Regions from separate parts of the Mus musculus genome. Here region 1 is linked to region 2. A link is a contact called in public Hi-C data. All regions are on one chromosome and are shown on one strand. The core of a region is the stretch at or near the end of the contact, and the rest is flanking DNA. Distances in the headings are between cores, read along the strand shown.

The links. Hi-C and Micro-C count contacts between places; a contact is called where the count stands out from the background.
Region 1: a Hi-C map of uterus shows a contact between it and region 2, with 2.4 times the contacts expected there. A contact is called at or near these places in 3 of 39 promoter capture datasets (embryonic stem cells, pre-B cells and stem cell-derived epiblast-like cells), 3 of 484 Hi-C or Micro-C datasets (nephron progenitors and uterus), 1 of 130 datasets of targeted methods (embryonic stem cells) and 2 of 9 other capture datasets (adipose tissue and liver).

Annotation. Positions count from the first base shown.
Region 1 is chr19:19,109,581-19,114,258 of GRCm38.p6, forward strand. It overlaps Rorb (RAR-related orphan receptor beta), which reads right to left and starts at 1,616. Exons shown (of 10, transcript NM_001043354.2): 1 at 972-1,616. The coding sequence starts at 978.
Region 2 is chr19:19,071,915-19,076,567 of GRCm38.p6, forward strand. The region is part of intron 1 of Rorb (RAR-related orphan receptor beta); the gene reads right to left. Among named protein-coding and RNA genes, the nearest start is that of Rorb, 37 kb to the right of the region's middle.

The DNA.
Region 1 (4,678 bases), core at 366-2,865, 38 kb after region 2:
CAAGTTAGGAGGGCACCCGGTGGTGGCCTCTTTAAGAAAAGAAGAAATTGTGCCCCACTGTAAAGTGAGAAAGCAAGAAACTTGTACCACTGAGATCTACAAACTGACTCCTCATGCCCTCTGGCCAGCTGCTCAGGTAGCTCCCAGTTTTGGAGTCAGAGCAGGAGACTGAGCTCTGTCTTCCCTGAGGGCCACTTGTCCCTGAGATAGCACCAACATTGACAGTGGTGGTTCTATCCAGAAGGTGCACTTAGTATTAGCTTCTATTTTGGTCCTTTATCCCACAAAAGAGCTTGAGACCCTGTTTTCTCCGATGTGAGTAGTATGGCCTTCACTCTCCAGAACTTTCTCCTACCAACTTTTTTTTTGGGGGGGGGAGTGTTAGGGCGAGAGGGGGGTCGGCCTATCCAGAGTGAAGCAGAACGGGGAAGAGGGGACCCAAGGAAGGTCCAGACGTAAGCATCTGCTTCCCGGTTCTCGGGAGCATACCGTGTTTACTATTTCTAGAAAGAGACGCGCTTATAGACTGCTCCTGCATCTGGCAGCCTGGGCCAGTGTGATCCCCACTTATGCCAGGGAGTTCACCTATGGCTAGCGACCACGGCGGGATGCGAGCTGCCAGCCTCTTCTACCCAAAGTCACCCGACTTCCTGCTCTCTATCCCGTGTCCTGTGGCGCACCGGAGAGCGACGCGCAGAAAAGATTCAAATCCAGAACTGGGAGGCGCGATTAGCACTGTCCTGGTCTCCAAAAAATGCGCCCTTCAGCGTCCTGCCAAAATCCCCGAGCCTTCCACACCTTCCCACAACTTTCCAAGCCCAGGCCATTTGCAGTCCCACCTGCGAACCGAACTCGGGGAGCCTCGAGTAGCCAATCTCTCTTCCCTTGGGCCGAGAGCTCTCCCCTCCCCCAAAGCTCCCGGTCTAGCTAGAGTTGTCCTGCTCTGGGCGCCCGCCCGCGGGCTCGCTTACCTCGCATGATGTGGCCGCTGTCCTGCTCCGCGTAGTCATGAAGCTCCCAGCCCGAACCCCAGAGAACCCAAAAATTCCGCTCAGCACGAGGGAAGAAGGCGGTCGGCGAAGAGCTGCTCCGCTGAGAGAAGCATCCCTTTAGGCAGATGTCGTGGCCACAGGGTGACGGTGGCCGCCGCCGCTAAGCTAACAGTTTTGATGCTGTTGCTGATGACTGTTTCTGATGGCTGTTTGTTTGTTTTCAGGCAGAGTGGAAAAAAAATGTCCTAGCTGCTGGTGCCTGGGTTTTGTTTTGCTTTTGTTTGTTTGTTTGTTTCTTTTTTTCTTTCTCTCCAATGTGCTTGCTTTAAAAAAAAAAAATGCCACCGCCTCGGGGCTCGGAGATTTCTTTTGTGATCACTTAGACTGAGGAGGAGGAGGAGGGCAGCGGCAGGAGGAGGAGTTGGTGGTGGTTTTGTTAGTTACAAAGAAGAGGGAGAATTATCAAGGGGGAAAAAAAGGAAACAGAAAAGAAAGAAAGGCGGCATGGATTGCAGAGCATGTGCGTTTTCACATGACATCTGTGCCTGTTAGCGGATCCACAATGTGAATTTTCACTGTTCAGTTGCAGAGACGAAGGGAGCGAGAGAGAAAGAGGAGAGAGGTGGAGAGAGCGAGCGCAGAAGAGGCTTATACGCGAGGGCGGGTTTGGCCGGACTTCCTGGCCCCGCCTCCTGTCAGCACCATGGCCAATCAGCGTCCCGCAGCGCGTGGAGAGTCTGGGGAGGCGGGGGAGGGGACGCTCTTGGGGACAGGGGGCGGGGCTAGGGACTCTGGCGTCCCAGGATGTGCGGACCCAGACTGGGAATTAGAGAAGGTCCTATCTGAGGTCTGATCTGGGCCAAGCTTAGCGCGCCCTGGAGAGTGAGGCAGATGTGAGAGTGACGTTCACTTCTGACTCCAGTAATTAGAAAGGGACACTGGTCAGTCAGGTCTTTGGAGGGAAGAGTCTAGGCGAACCGCTGGGCTGCACTCTCATTCCCTCTTACTGCAAGAGTCCCAAAAGAGTTTTGTACACTACGACAGCGCTTTGAAGCGTCCCTGTTCCATAATGCAGGCTCCTCTGGCAGAGTGTTTACCTTGTCAGACGCTTCTGCTGTAGCGGTAGACTACAAAACCACACCCCTCTAGTTCTGTGCAGCTTCTTTTAAAGACTGTTCAAATGCTCCCCACCCCTCACTCTAACTTTAACTAACTAATGCTGAGCCTCAGGTCCTCCCTTCCTCCCCTCCTCTCTCTCCCTTCCCTTTCTCTCTTCTTCCTTTCTCAGTAGTCCCAGGTTCCTTTGCCAAGGACAAGGGTTTCTTTAGCATTTGGAAACCCTTTGACCCTGGTTGCAGGACTTAAGGACAGGCTCATTTGCCTTTTTATTTGTCACTTTAGTGACGGGACACTTGGCAGAGAGCCTAGACTAGAAGGCAAGACTGTGTGGTTCTGTTCAGTTGGTGAAGGTTTAAAGAGCAAGACTCTTGGCTAGTAGCTCCCCAGAGACACCTGCTTAGGAGAGTTTGGTACTAAAACGAAGGTCATGAGACTGCATTCTTTACAAGAAATTTGTCATCTATTGACAATTTACCTGTATTCTGAAAGAGAAAACAAAACAAAATGAAGCACAGGTATCCAAACTTGTTCTTTTTTTGGCATGGTTTCATTCTTTGTAGATGAAACAAACACACACTATAGAAGCATGGCATCGATTTCCTTCCGTGTAGTTAGGTACTGCTTGGAAACTTTGGTGAATTGAGCATCATGAGACAGGAAGTGCAAAAGTTTGCTTGATCATTTTGAAAGCACAGAGACAGGACTCCGTGTCACAGTCATTCTAAAAGTGAGCCTCCCCAACATTCTCCATACCCAAATAACTCGACTTTTTTTTTTTTTTGCCAGTATTTATTCATGCTGCTTTGGGTAATATGTAATAATATGTAATATGTTGTAGAATTTGGAGTCCTTCAGTCCTCTGTACACTGAACACCATCAACTAGTTGTCTCACCAATAAGAATTGTATTAATTCCCGAATCTTCTGTCAGTGTTTAACCAAAACAGTTCGGCTGTGGGCAGTTCCATTTGCGTGTAATTTAGGAACATGTTGTGGAGAAAGTAAAAGTCGATTGAGTCATTAATTAAATGAAATGAACAAAGGAAGTTACTATTCAGGAAAGCTATTCCTCATAAATACCTTTCTCCTAGATTTTTAATTGACACAGTAGTTAATCTTTTAAGATAATATTTAAGGCTCCCTGGTTTTTATCATTTTTAATCAAGTAAAATATATTCATCATAACTACATTAAAGCTGCAGTAAGTTATGCCTAATTTAGTTGCTTCATTAAAAATTACTGCATATAAAATAGTCAAGAAACAAATTGTGACTATATCATTTTAATTTTATGAGCTTCAAGCAGAGTCATAGGAATATTGGAAATGTAAAACCCTTTGTAAACATTGTAATTGCTATTGTTATTATTTCCTTTTTCTATTTCTTGTTAAAAGGAATTTCAAAACTCCAAAAATTTTAACTCCTGTATGTATTCTTAAGTTTCTAATAAACTACTGAATCCTTAAAGTACATTTTAATTGATAAACTATCTTTAGCCTTCGAAAAGACAGTAAACACATGTATGGAATGAACTTGCCAGTACACATTTTTATGTGGTTTTTGTTTCATTAATACAATACTACACACTTTCTGTGTAAAATATATTTCTTGATTTTTTTTCTCCAAGCATTTTAAAAAACATGTTAATTATAAATAAATACATCTCAAATTTCTAAACTCTGTACACATGGTGATACAATGTGTATCATTTTCTTTTTCCTTTGGGTATTTAGTAATTTTTATTTAGTATTCCTTTTCTATTTAGTATTTATTTTCTTATTAAAGTAACATAAACATTGATCTTTGATTATAATATGGTGATCTGGGACATTTAGGGCCCTGCTGAAAATTTTAAGTGGAGTTTTCAGTGTGTCTACAACTTTTACATTTAACTCAACTGAATGGAACTCATTTGGAGAAAAACCAAATATTCAAAATTCTAATTAAGGAAGCAAGAAATTCCTACAAACGTGTACAATACTTATATATTATATGATGGTTTTATAACATATCTGGTAACAAATGTTTATATTTATAGTGGTATTATAATAATAATTTCATCATAAAATATTCTTGTTCACATAAAATAGACTGTGAATAATTTTATTAGAATGATTATGGAACTGCATAATTATAGGCTTTATGCTCTGCTTTGGCTCCAGGCCTTGAGGACATTTTGTTGGTGTATCAATTTTGATTAATTTCAATGGTCTTTAGTCACAGGACACCTTTCTCAGTCTCAAGCATAGATGTGATTTTACTTAGGGTTGTATGTGAATCTGTTGTCTGTAATGTTGGTTGGCACTCCTCAGGTAAGGCTTGAGAATGTTAATGACTGGTTGTGTCCTAAAGGAAAAAGAGCTATGGTACAATCCAGCCTTCTAGGGTGAAGAGAGCATTTAGGATGATGGCAACCCTAAAATGCTTGAAGAAAAAAAAAGACGTAGCGGTTCTTTATATTTGGTACTTGGTTAGTCTATAAGCAGAGAGTGTTTATATAGTTAGACATTTTGGAGGGATGCTGGCAATACTGGCATCTGTACTGGGGATGAGTGAAAGATTTCTTCTA
Region 2 (4,653 bases), core at 32-2,531:
CCGCTGAGCCATCTCTCTAACCCAAAAGTAAAATTATTTTAAGTGACAAAAGACAAATAATGTAATAATATATTATGCTCTAATTTTTGCATATAAAAAAATCTCCAGTATGGTTTTTTGTTTGTTTTTGTTTTTTGTTTTTTTTTAGGTCTGTCTTTGTTGATTGAACAAACACATTTGTTAGAAACTCACATGAATTATTATGGATATTAATCTATTTACTAATCATTCAAACCTTTGATATGGATGTAGTTCTTCATTTCTGCTAATGAACAAACTGAGCCACGTTTGTTGACCTCCTCAGGCATATGTGTAGGGAAAACACCCACACATATATTGAAAAAGGCCTTGGCAATATAATCCTGTTGTAACATGTGAGAATTAAATACATAAAGTTATTTTTTGTTTGTTTGTCAATATAGACTTCTGAGATTTCTTTTTCTTCTTTCTTTCTTTCTTTCTTCCTTCCTTCCTTCCTTCCTTCCTTCCTTCCTTCCTTCCTTCCTTCCTTTCTTTCTCTCTCTCTCTCCCTCCCTCCCTCCCTCCCTCCCTCCCTTCCTTCCTTCCTTCCTTCCTTCTTCTCTCTCTCTCTCTCTCTCTCTCTCTCTCTCTCTCTCTCTCTCTTTGTTTCATTTCTTTCTTTTTCTTTTTTCAGTAGAAGATACCTGGTTTGTGATACTGCTGCAAGAAGATGTGGACTTGATTAAAACTCCCTTTTCCCCCAGGATCCCTCTTTGGCCACTTGTGACTCTAAGAAGCTGTGACTCAAACCAAACTAAGCTGTTCTACGTTCCTTTAAGATAGCCTTTCATATTTGTGACTTGAATGGGCTGAGACAAGAAGAAAACTTTGTTTTCCTTTAGAAAATTTATTTGGGGTGGAGTAAGCTGAGGCAACAGGTGTTAGCTACAAAACTTTAGGTTTCTTGGGATGTGCTTGAAGTGGCTCCTCTTCTCTTTTCCTGAAATCTGGTGCTGGCTCTCCTTACTCATCTTACTGCACTTCTGACTCTCCAACCCTCAGCTATTCATGGGCTGAACTAATAAAGAAAATTCTCTGTGTGAGCCATTCTCGGGAAGTCGTCATGGGAGTTACTCACAGGAAACAAAACAAAACAACAAAACAACCCATCCCCAAACACAACAAAACGACAAACAACAACTACAGAAAACCACAACATTTCTGTTTCTTTGACCTTTTCTCCCAACTCCAGTCCATCTGCTGCAAAACAATCATAAAAACCAAAATAACTGCGTGTTATTATGAGTATTTGGTTCCATTCTGCCCTAGATTAATGGATCACTTCTTTATTAGCTAGAGACAAACATGGAAGGCATTGTCTCAGCATTCTCTAGGATTTGTTTTAAATGTAAGTTGGCTTTTCTAGCCTCGTAGAGGTTCAATTCAGCTTCCCTGTTTATAGTTCAATACAATTGCCAGTGGGAAGGGGAGTGTAGGGCAGTTTTGTTTCTGTGACTGCATAGAGTACATTGAGAGAGACATTGCAGCCACCATCTTCTTTGAGGGAGCTGTTCTTTATTACGCCTTTTTCATTCGTGGTGGAGGGATCAGGGAGCCTAGAAAAAAACTTGTTCAAGGTCACCCAGCTGGATAAGCTTAGATTCCTACCCAGTATTATCTGACTCTGAGGACCAAGCTATTAATTATGGCTGAAGCACTTCTTTACTAGTTAACGCTTTCCTGTGATCCTGTTTATTTGTGTGTGCGTGTTTTTCGTTGTCATCTTTCCCCATGAGCCACTCAGAATTAGTTTATGAAGCATATCGGACATTATGCTTGTATCTAGTCTCATGGCTGTATTTGCACACTAATTTTAATAATTCAATAACAATCATTTAGAATCTAAGAGTTATTATCAGTAACTGATGTACAACATTTTTTTTTCATTAAACCAGCATACTATCATCCATGAAAAGGCCACATAGATAAACTCTTGCAAATTTCTTCCCTGTTCTTTAAGTTCTAATGTAGTATTTTATTCACCTTCGATTTTTTAGATCAAGTTAGTAAACCGTGAGCAATATAGAGAGAACTTTCTAGTAACACTTCCTTTAGCTCTTTCAGGATTATTGAAGGAGCTTCCTGCAAACAAGGATGCTGTGTATTCACCAGTTAACAATGATCTTTGTTATTTCTGTATCCGTACTTCTCAACTTCATCAAATGACATTTAAAACTTCAAATGGCTCAAAGCTAGTCAGCAAAGAAGCCCTTTGAAAAATGTTTCATTTTGAACTAATGAATAAAATGCTTACTTCTGAAGCAGAAAGACTAAAGTAAAATGTCATTCTTGTTTTAAAGAAAACAAACACCTGCTTGAAGATTCTTTTATAGTTCACTAGAACTGAGGGTTGCGTGTAAAGGGAAAAAAATGAGATTTTTTTCAAGTTTCAGGAAATACAGGAGGACTTTTTCTTTTCTTTTTTATTTGAGTGGGCAAACATGGAAAGGAGAAACTATTGCACATAGAAACAAGACAGCCCAGTGGAGAAAAAAAAAGTCTTTTCCTTCTTTTTAGGTGCTACCTATATTGATGTCTCATTGTCTTTGCCAGCTCCATAAGTGAGAGAATCTAGACTTTATTCTTCAAACGCGCAAAGAGAAATACTTTTGGGGGTTAGGGTGTGGTGGCAGAGAGCATGGGGAAGATGCAGTGATGAAGAAGGCAGCCTGATACTCTGAAGACAGCATCGCATTTGGGGGATAAAGGTGCTTGTGTTCCTAGCTCAGTTCTCACATAGTTTGGGAACCTGAAGTCAGTGGCTTAAGTCCTTAGAACTCACTTTCTCTCTCTAAGCTCAGCACCAATCCTGTCTGTTGTGCTTTTACTAAGTGGTAGCTAGAAATCAGTTTAGTAGTGAACAGCGTGCAAACCATCAAAACTCAAGATTCGCTATGAGAATGGTTCCTGGTGAATTCTGGGAATGCTCAACACGTCTAGGGAATTTCAAACATCCTTCTCTTTTAGCCAGTTGAACGCCTTTTGAATGGCAAGTGTTAAACTGTGTCCTTGTTGCTAGTCACCGAATGACCTTGGGCCCATCAGCTGGTGTCTCTGCTTTGTAGTTTCTCTTTTCAAGCTGCAGAAACAACATAATAAACAACTCTAGCTATACAGCCCACTGAGGGAACCTTAGACTTAAGTCTTAAGACTTAGTGACTTGGTCATATCATCGCAGAACAGGCAGGCCAAGCAGCTGGTTTGGAATTATGCAGTCAGTTGAGTGTCTTCCAGAAAACTGAGAGAACGGGACATTTTGAACTCTTTGTCTCTTCAGTTATCCAAATATTAGAGCAGCTGGTATTTTAATGTCTCAAAAAGGGGTAAAGAAAGTTAGTTCTTGTATTTCTGAGGTCTTTCATGAACTCATACGGGTAGTCTGTTAAAAACAGTACCTGCCTCTGCTTGCTGTCTTACAGGAAAATGTCATTTAATATTCTTTCTCCCCATTTTCTCTTTTTATTCTGCATACTCCATCTTCTTTGTGGACCCCTCTCATTAAATTGCTTGATTTATTTATTTTATGTGTTTGAAGGTTTGGCCTGCATGTATGTATGTGTGCCACCTTCATGCCTAGTACCTTCTAAGGTCAGAAATGGCTCTAGAACTCCAAGGGTTCTACTGCTGAATCCAGGTCCTCTGCAAGAGTATCATGTGCTCTTAACTGCCGAGCTTTCTCTCTAGCCCTGCTTCCCTGCTTTAAACCGAAAAAAACAAGATGCTATTTCAAGTATCTAAACCAGGATAGACCATCAGTTGAGAAGGTTTTTGTTTTGTTTTGTTTTGTATTGTTTTTGTTTCTGGTTTCTTTTTTGGTATGTAATTGATCTAAAGAATTTAAAGAATTCTAAAGAATTCCACTTGGGTAAGTGGAAAACTTTATTACACAAGCTAGTTATATATTTGATTTTATTTCCAAGTGTGAAGTCAGTGATCCATAGTTATCTTAAAATCACGTGTCACAGCTTTTTGTAATTTTCATAAGTAAAAATGAAAGATGTGCCTATAAAGCCCTCTTTAGTGTTGCTGTCAAGTTTTCCCACTTAAGTTCTTATGAATGAGCAAAGATAAAATACCTCTAATCTTATACCACTAATCCACCCATCAAACATAAACGTTTTTGTTATACCTCTTTACAATGTGTTCTTCCTATGTTATAAATTTTCACTGCACATGGGAAGATTCTCAGATCATCCTTGGAACATTCTAAGGCAGCCATGCTTTCTTATTGTGGGTGTGCTTACCAGGGAGTGACAAAGGAAGTTTCTCTAAAATCCATGCAAAAGCCCAAGGCATCTCTCAGACTTCGAAAATCAACAGATACAAATAGCTCTAAATTCTGTCAGCTACATAGAAACATCCTGGGAGTGTATTTTCCTGTGAATGGGAGGAGAAGGCTGGAAAAGGTTACCTAGATGTTTTTTTCTTTTTCTTTTGGGCATTGTAGGTGGAGCCCTGCGATCCAAGTGGTGATTGTCTGAATGATAGCATTGGCTGGAAACTCTTTGTCTTATTCCTTTTGAGTAGCCTAGACTCTGGTGGAAACAGAGGTCTGCATAGGCTTTATCCAAAGAGCAATGCACATCCCTCCTCCACAGTGCAAAGATTTGCTTTTTCATCTCCTCTTTCTGT